Regions from separate parts of the Zea mays genome. Here all the other regions are linked to region 1. The links are chromatin contacts, called in public Hi-C maps. All regions are on one chromosome and are shown on one strand. Each heading gives the region's core, a stretch centred on a gene start, on an enhancer-like site or on the middle of the called end of the contact. The rest is flanking DNA. Distances are from core to core; before and after follow the strand shown. Region 1 holds the start of LOC103650882. Region 2 holds the start of LOC100284495. Region 3 holds the start of LOC100276629.

Region 1 (3,036 bases), core at 241-2,740:
CCTTAGGAAATGGGATGTTTGACTTCCTTTTGTAAACTTCGCTGGAGACCTCTGGTTTGGAACTGTGTTCACGACTACGATGGGATCAGATTATTTTGAGTATTGATGACACGAGTATATGTCGATTGTTTTTCTGTCATCTTTGCCTCCGTGAATTTTGCATACTCTCCCCAGAATGCCCATGAATTCAGTGGCCAACTAATCCTGAATTTGCTGTTGTGAGTCTTGAGTGCAGACAACAGTTTAGAGGTACCCGTACGGGTATGATGCTGCTGTGCGCTCGCTGGAGGCTGTAGATTCTTTCGAAAGGCCGCAACCGTGAAACTTTGGGCAAGTGTTTGGATGCATGGTTAATATTGAGTTTTATGGTTAGTTGTAGTAACCTATTAAACCACATATTATTCCTAGACTTATCTTGATCAATACTTGTGACGTTTAGAAAAAGCAATATGTTTGTGCTCGTACCAGCTTTACATTACTACCATTTTTCATATGAATTGATCGATTCTTTGATGTGTGGTTTGTTTAGCATGTTTGTGGTGGTACAAAGATTTCTTAACTGTCAAAACTTCTATACCAGGCTTATGGTATTGTTATTAATGAAATCCCCTTTTTTGGCCACACATTTGTTCATAAGTTATCATGATATTATATGTTTCCGTTGCAACGCACGGACACTCACCTAGTAACCATTGAAGATGATAAGATATCAAGGGATTTTCAAGATATGAGAACGCACAAGATTAAATTATCTCTCGCTAGTGGTATTGATAAAATACTTGTTTTTATTATTTGCTTAGTACTACCTTATTAGTCCATTTTATTTCTTTAATATATGATTTCTTTTAAAAGTTCTACCACTAGAATTAGAGCTACTATAAATGAAGATATTACTCGGGCATCTATATGTTCTCTCTTTAGACTCAATTCTATTATTCAAATATTATATTTTAAATCTTACTTTTATTCTATTAAAATCGATGAGAGCTTTATTAAATTCTGGATCCCAACAGTGTTCGCCAAGTGGGAGTGGACCCTTAACGTTGACTAGTGACACCTACCGCAATGACCTCGTCCTAGGCAGTTACGCGATGTGCACATGCCAACCACACCCTGGTCCACAGTCCACACAAAATGACGTGTGGGGTCCGCGTCAACAGACCTTTCTAGCACACTAGTACAAACCGAGGCTTAACACTAACACAAAACTAATTACCGATTCGTAGCTGACCAGTGGACCTAAAGCCAGAGATGATCTGTTCGGGCCCGCTGAACTAGCGCGTACTAGTACTGTAGCCGGAGTAATTTGCTTTTGGCTTCGCACAATCGCACGCGCAACCAGAATTTCGAAGACAGCGCGCTGCGCGCAGCGAAACCGAGCAGCTCAACTGCCAACTAAATCGCAGTACAGGTCACACTCCCACTGACGCCGGGCCCCACCTCTCCCCCCTCATAACAAACCCAGCGGTACCCGTGGCATCTCGTGCCCGGCCACAGTGCCGGCCTCGTGCGCCCCCGCCTCGTCGCCTCCGCTAGCCACCTGCCCGCTTCCGCCCTCTCTGCCTCGCAGCAGCAGCGGCATGGCCGCCGGCGTGCTGTCTACCGTCCGGTGGTCCACCGCTTGCGCGGTGCTGCTCAACGCCATCGCCGCCTCCACGGGCGCCGCCGTCGCGGCCGTCGCGTTCGGCCGCTGCGGCGGGGGCGCCATAGGCCCGGCCGCCGCCGCCGCGTCCGCCGCGTTGGCAGCTAGGCTCCTTGCTTCCGCGGTGGCGGGATTCGCGCAGGGCGCTGCCGCCTCCGCTATCGCCGCCGGTGCTATCGGGGCCCACGTCGACAGCGAGCGCGACCTTCGCCAACTCTCTCGGGTAAGCTTCAAGCTCGAGAGATCAATGCACTCTGGTGTTCTATTTAATCCACCTCAAATTGCGTATTAATATTGATCCCTAAAATGCGAAGTAATTAATTGTTCAAAAATAGCGTGGTAGAGTAGTAATGTCTCTGAAGCTCGGGGTAATGGTAGCAGCGGCATGAATGACCGGATAGGACGCAAGTTCTCCTCGACCTTGCAAATTGGGTTTTCAGACCACACCTCGAGGTAATGTGGGATGGCAGAGGTGGGAATCGTGTGGTGCGCTTGGTTGTTTTGGACATTAAGGCAGCCGCAATAGCGTAGATAGAACACCTTCTATAGCAACATCAATATCATCTATATACTATACTACTATAGTAAATCTTTGCAATGGTGTATTTATAGTAGATATCTATAGCTATTTTTAATACTTAATACACTCCCTGCACTACATCGGTTTCTGCGTATAGACTTTACTCCAGGTTCATAGATAGCAGCACTCTCTTTATTTAATTTGTTGCCACATAGGATAGATGCTGGCATGCATTCCTTATAGAGATTAGAGAGCTGAGTGTGTACCACTGCGGTTGCCCTTAGGTCCCTGAGATGTCTGTGGCGCTAGGTGCTTGCAATACGGAAGTGGTTCTTGTCAGCAGAATCCTCTTGGCTTCTGGCCTTCTGCCCTGAGGAGTGTCATGGCCTTATGAGTGTAGCAAGATGGCAGCGGTGTCTGGGTTACTTTTCCCAGCTTGAGGCTTAATTAGTTCATTATGTAGACTGGGAGCCAGGGCTGTGTTCATACATTCCTCGTGCACAGCTTGCAGCATTACCATATCTGAATCTTACATCTGTCTCTATCATGATTCATGGAAGATTATCAGTCATAAAAAAATGAGAATGGTATTCTCAACTGCTCCCTTTTTTCGCTCAAAAGCGTGTTCTGAACTTGCTGTAAGCAATGCCGTTGAGATTTCTTTTTGGTAGTTTTGCCTTCACCAGCATGGAGCAATTGCTTTACTTTGTCCAACAGACAAGAGTCGCCTTTTAGCATTTTATATGTTAACATAATGCATATGAGCATATCCATTATTGTAATAGTATCAGAAGCTTTATGTGAACAGCTACGATACAAGAGATGGCTTTGGTGGACAAGATTTGGAATGATCATTACAGTGCTACAATTTGTG
Region 2 (3,036 bases), core at 387-2,886, 240 kb after region 1:
CGCCGCCAGGGAGTATGGCCACCGGCGCGCGATTCGAGCCGCGCGTCAGTGAGTTCGCGCGCGCTGAGCGCCAAGCCCGAGCCTCGCTCACTCCGTGGCGGGTGGAGCAACGCCCGTGATGGGGTCGAGGGCGGCGTCCGTGACCGAGCAATGGTTGACCGGCATCGACGCCATCGCCGGCCGCGCCCGCACCTGCCCGGGATCCAGGGAGCGCCCGCGCCGCGGCGGTGCTCGCGGCCGAGCCAAGGCTCACGCCGGGGCCGCGCCCGCGCCGGGGAGCCATCAGGAGAGCGAGGCCTCCCATGCCTTGCCCGCACAGGAGGCGGGTTGAGTCGCGCTGCCCTGGGCCACCGCGGCCATACGCCAGCGAGCCGGAGTCCTTGCCCGCACTAGAGAGATGCGTCCGCGACCGTCGTGGCCGCGACGCACCCGCGGGGTCCATCCGCCAGGACAGCCGCTGGCTCGGTCCGCGCCGCTAAACACCATGGGCGTGGTGTGCCTCAGCGCGCTGGCCATGCCGGGTGGATCCGCCCGCCAGTCCTCACGCCAGCGAGACGGCCGTCGCCGTTCTTCGCGCCAAGCAAGCAGCCACCAGGGGCTCCTGCCCGCGCCTGCGCCCGCTGTTGGGGCCGGAGTGCGCCCGCGCCCGCTGCCGGGGCCGGTGCGCCATGGTCCGGTTGGCCTATGCGCGCGCGCGTGCCTGCGCATGCCAAGCCATGGTCGGGCCTCGTCGGGCGCTCTGAAGCCGTTGATGCCATGCTTGGCCGATGGTCGTCACAAAGTTCTTCACGCAAACGACGAATGCAAAGATGAACAGTAGGATCAATACCTTCCTGTTGTTCTAGAGGCAGAGCCCTCCAATTTTCTTCAACAGCGAGTGATGCCTTCCGATTCTTTCTCTCTAACAGAAAATTCTTTTTTCTCTCACGAGCAGTGTTGATAACGTGTTAGAACTCAGTGGTAACGAGATTGAAAGAGATAAATGATAGAACTGTTGTGTGTATTCCATAGATCATTACACTTATATACAAGTGAAGGGGTGTATCCCAAGAGGTATGTCCCTTGAGAAAAACTGTCGCACCCCTTAGATTGATCATATATGTAATATTTTGTAACAAGATTTTTAATAGAGCAGTATAATAACTAAGTGTGATACTAGTAGAAAATATAAAGCCGCAAGTATACTAGTGTCCTGAATAATATCTGATCCTGATGCAGCGTCAGCAGCCAGCAAGGCATCCGATCTGATCCCATCCCCACCGAACAGTATCCGTCTCGCGAGGGCAAAGGGTCAGGGAGAAAGTGAAAGAGACAGTCACAGGAACGGGCCTTCGACCCAGGCCCGGAAAAGCCCAACAGAGAGCTAAGAGCAGAGTAGCAGTCCGGTCAGCTTCGCGATTGTGAACGCACGCACACGCTGCAAGCATGTCGGCTGGCCTGGCACGCACATGACCGTCTCCTGCGGCTGACTTGGCGCCCAGGTCTCGGTCCACCTGTAACCCCCGCCGCATCTTCCGTCTTCCCTGTGTTGTCCATCTCGGGTGGGCCCCACGCCCGAAACCGGTGCGTGCACCCGCCCATCCACGAACGACCATGAGACCTCTGATCCATCCCCCCTGGCCCTGCCCCCCGGACGCCGCGCTCAAAAGCAGCAGCGCACGCACCACCACCACCACCGCACCACCATCCGCCTCGCTCGCACTGACAGACAGGCAGGCAGAGAGAGAGAGAGAGCGCGAGCCGGATTGATTGCCGAGGGCAGAGCAGCGGCAGAGGGAGCAGCAACAGCAACAGTCCACGACCGATCGCCCGGCCCGCGCGCAGGCAGGCAGCAGCCATGAACCACCTGACGCCGGCGCTCCACGGGGCGATGCGGCCGCCCTCGGCGCAGGGGCAGGGGCTGGCCCGGTACGGCTCCGCGCCGGGCTCGCTCCTGGCCGCCATCGCCGACTCCGTCACCCGCGGCGACCCCGCGCCGCCGCCGCCGCCCGTGAGCCGGTTCTACTCCGCCGAGTCCTCGGGGCTCACCTCCTGCGACTCCAGCTGCCGCACCGACTGCGGACGCCCGCCCCTCGAGCGGGCGTACGGCGGCTCCGGCGAGATCCGCGTGCCGCCGCCGCTGCAGCAGCAGCAGCACCACCTGCTGGCTCCCCCCGCGGCCTCCCCGCTGTTCCGCCACAGCAGCTCCCCCGCCGGGCTGCTCTCCCGCCTCATGACCGACCCGCACGGTGCGTATGCTCTCTCTCTCTCTCCCTTGCGTAAGCGTAACTCCATCCAGCTTGCGCTTGCTGGGGTACGTGTCTCGGTCGTCGTTTTCCGGCTTTGCCGTGATTAGGGAGGCAGGCTAGGAGCACGTTGAATTCGAACCCAAGGTAGGAGTAACAGTAACAGTAACTAAACTGCTAGAGTAAATGGCGGTAGCTGTAATCACTGCGCTTTCGGCTTCAGCTAAGCTAGAATAATACTAGAGTAAATTAGCATAACGTTGGTCTCGCTGATTTGGTTGGTTGGCATGTGCCCGGCGGCCGTTGTATAGAATAATACTCCTCTCCAGCTCCAGCTCCAGCTCCAGCTCCGAACGAGACGCGAAGTCGATCACCCACCCACCGGCGCACATGTCCAGCGTTCTCGGCTCTCATTAACAATGCTTCCCTAGCTCCCTTGGTAGTGAATCCGTGCCGCAACATCGTTCGTCGCACAGTAGTACGCAAGCGCAGTGCAAATGCAACGCACCTTGCCGAAGAATCCTATCGCGACCACAGTATGAAATTAACGTAAACAAATACACGCGGATTGGTCCCGTCCCCTCCATTGTCTGCTCTTTCGGTTTTCGGAAAGGCGGCCTATATGCTGCCGACCTAGGTGACGTGAGGGCGACCGTTCCTGGCCGTCCCGCTGCGAATCCGGCTGTAGCTACGGCGAACCTGCTGGGGGCTGGGCAGCGCTTGTCAGCAGCACTCACCAGCCGTTCATCCAACTACTTTCTAGCTAGAACGCGATAAAGAAGAAAAATCATCGATGGTACAATGTTCTTGT
Region 3 (3,036 bases), core at 294-2,793, 140 kb after region 1:
TCCTACGTCAGTAGAGCTAATTAGCTGAGCCATTGAGCCCATGACCCTCCTTGTCCTTGCTAGCCTCCCTCCATGCATGAACAAATAAAGGCCACACATACCACAACCCTATGCCCATGGCCCATAACGATTGATGATTGCGGATCTAGCATGATATGATGCAACCGTACCACCATCGTCTTAAGTAGGTACGTGGCCTCTAAATCTACCTTAGCTTGCTTTATGAGGTTTTATTGGGGTTGGTTGGTGATGTGATGTGCTTCATTTGCTCCCGAAAAGTGGAGCGAAAAGGACTCGAAACCATTCACCCGGATCATGTGACGATGTAGGGGGTGTTTGGTTACACCCCGCTAAAATTTAGCCCATGTCCCATCGAATGTTTGAACCTCCGTTCCGGGTATTAAATGTAGTCGGATTATAAAACTAATTTGTCAGCCGAAGATTAAAAGACGAGACGAATCTAGTCCAGTTGGTTGGGTCTATATTTCATACTCCTATTTAAAAGTCAAACGCTTGATGTGACCCGGGCTAAACTTTAGCAGTAGCAACCAAACACCCCCGTAGTATATACGTATGTATCGAGTTTTGTTGTTCTTTACTCCAACCGTGCTAAAACAGTAGTCGCTTTAGTTTTTTTATGTCTATATTTAAATAGGTAGTGATAAATCTAAATACATATATAAAACACATATATCAGATATTATATGAATCCATTAATTTTCTAAAACGAATTTTATTTTGCGACAGAGAGTGATTATTATTATTATTATTATTATTATTATTATTATTATTATTATTATTATTATTATTATTATTATTATTATTATTATTATTATTATTATTATTATTATTATTATTATTATTATTATTATTATTATTATTATTATTATTATTATTATTATTATTATTATTATTATTATCGTCGTCGTCGTCTGTGGTAATTAAACTAGCAGACTCGTGGTGCGTCGAGAACGTTTCGCTCGTCCCGTTGACCCACGTACATCAGTGCATCAGCGCATGCAGGCCTGCTGCCCCTTTCACACGGGCATGACTAACCCCAACGTGCGATGCACAGGTGCGATGGACAGGGGTTTTGCCTTTCCAACGGATATTGTTCATGTGAAAACAATCCTCCAATAGCCAATGCATACTAGTGATGTATTTTGCGTGGCTTGCTAAAGAAGAGCCAAAAATACATATCCTCTCTCTGTTATGCATATCGCTTAATAGTAAATGGGAGTCGCCCTGCATGCTCCTAGAACACAATCCGCATGATTGGTTGGCACGCTCCTAAAACACAATCTGCATGATTGGTTGGCACGCTCGCCAATTTGCATGATTGGTTGGCACGCTCGCCAACATCAGGCTCGCGCAGACCTAGATGGGCTGGAACCTCATGTCCCCGCTTCCCTGCTCATACATCCAATTGGTGAAAAAGAGCCATGCATTACACCCGCGCATGCAGATCAGTCTCCGCATACATGCAACTAATCAACGGTTTGGGCATATTCAACCCATGGAGAGGACATGAGCGCGGACAACAGGGAAACCAATCATTCAGAATAAATACATTGTTTTTTACTAGTGCATTGCCATATGCATCACATTACTGAATACCTCTCATTCTTACGTGCCCACTATCTATTATCTCTACTACTTCTTAAGAGTAGAGCGTAGGCATCCACACCGGTGTGGTGCACGGTTCTGCCTCCACCCCCGACATCCTCCGCTCCGCTTTGATCCCGGATGGTGGTCACGCTTTCGTTGCCGCCATCAACGGTCGTCGCTATCCCCTCCCTATCCGGCGTCTGCAATGCTCGCCGCCCTACTCCCCCACGCCACTCGCCTCCTGCCCCTTTGCCTTCATCCTCGCCGCTGTCCCCGCGCTCGAGGCAGACAGAAGCAAGTGCTCCTCCGTCGGTAAGATCGACGGCTGCGATCTCGTGGTGTTTTCTTTTTTCTTCCTTTCTGGGTTTGGTTGCGTCGGGTTGAGTTGTTGATTTGGTGCGTTTGGGGAGGTAAACCTTGGATCTCAGCGCCCTTGGCGCATGATTTTGAGGTGTCGGTGGGAATGTACAGATGCTTCTCCGAGAACGTGTGATTTGCTTGCTCGTCCATGAGTTTCAGATTCAAGAAGGTGTGAGAGATCTTATTTGTTTGATGTGCTGATTTGAACTCAAATAGATAGAGTTGACTATTTGGGTTTATGATTCAGTTTCCAGGTGAGTAGATTTGTGGATCTTAGGCATATAATGCCATTGCATTCGTCGAATGTAGTTTTTAAAATCATCAGTGTGGTTAGCATTGAGGGGCTGGATTTAGTTTGATTAGCTTCAGTGTTAGCTTTGGAACAGTTTTCTTATTGTAGTTTTTAGCTGAGTCTTGCAAGACTGTAGCAGAAACCATACTACGATACCTGAAAAATACTATCAGTCCTTCCCTATATAGCGATCAACGATCATATGTTTCACCTCTGAACTGGGTACCTGTTCATCTGGACTTTAAAATCTTAGGTCTCTGCTGATTGTTTGGGCATGAATGATGGATATTTAAGCTATAGGGATATAACTAAGCCCTTGACGTGCCTGGTTAACTGATCAATTGTAGTAGGTTAAAGCGCTCCACTTTTGCAACTGGCCAGCTGATTGGTCTGGGATAAACGTGCTCCACTTACCTATGTACCAGTCGTAAGAAGTTATGCTGAAACCACTCCTAGATTTGTGCAAAATACTGGAACTTCAGTTCTGGTACTTTGAGCACCTTAATTGCCACACCTTAGGGAGTAGGGACACTTGTCCTAATACTTTGAGCACCTTAATTGTCGTTCATGGTGCACGGTTCTGCCCCCAACCCCCGACATCCTCCCCCTCTGCTCCACTCCCATCGCGCCCTCCTCACCCTCCCAGCTGCGATCCCTGTCACCTGCAATCCCTGGAGGGGACGCACCGGCGTCGGAGCTGCCGGGGGCGGAGCTGGCGGCCATCTTCCGGGTGATGGCGGACCTCCTCGGCGACCCGGTGTGGTTGCAGCTCCACC

The links. Hi-C and Micro-C count contacts between places; a contact is called where the count stands out from the background.
Region 2: a contact with region 1 is called in a Hi-C map of endosperm, with 2.1 times the contacts expected there. The contact joins the promoter of LOC100284495 here to the promoter of LOC103650882 in region 1. A contact is called at or near these places in 7 of 25 Hi-C or Micro-C datasets (bundle sheath, ear, endosperm and 1 more).
Region 3: a Hi-C map of leaf shows a contact between it and region 1, with 3 times the contacts expected there. The contact joins the promoter of LOC100276629 here to the promoter of LOC103650882 in region 1. A contact is called at or near these places in 3 of 25 Hi-C or Micro-C datasets (ear, leaf and tassel).

Annotation. Positions count from the first base shown.
Region 1 is chr3:171,357,730-171,360,765 of Zm-B73-REFERENCE-NAM-5.0, reverse strand. LOC103650882 reads left to right here and starts at 1,490. Exons shown (of 13, transcript XM_008676473.3): 1 at 1,490-1,865; 2 at 2,971-3,036. The coding sequence starts at 1,581.
Region 2 is chr3:171,120,647-171,123,682 of Zm-B73-REFERENCE-NAM-5.0, reverse strand. It overlaps LOC100284495, which reads left to right and starts at 1,636. Exons shown (of 6, transcript NM_001345857.1): 1 at 1,636-2,228. The coding sequence starts at 1,838.
Region 3 is chr3:171,216,369-171,219,404 of Zm-B73-REFERENCE-NAM-5.0, reverse strand. It overlaps LOC100276629, which reads left to right and starts at 1,543. Exons shown (of 4, transcript NM_001150371.1): 1 at 1,543-1,920. LOC111591187 reads right to left here. Exons shown (of 1, transcript XM_023302131.1): 1 at 1,618-3,036. The coding sequence ends at 2,919.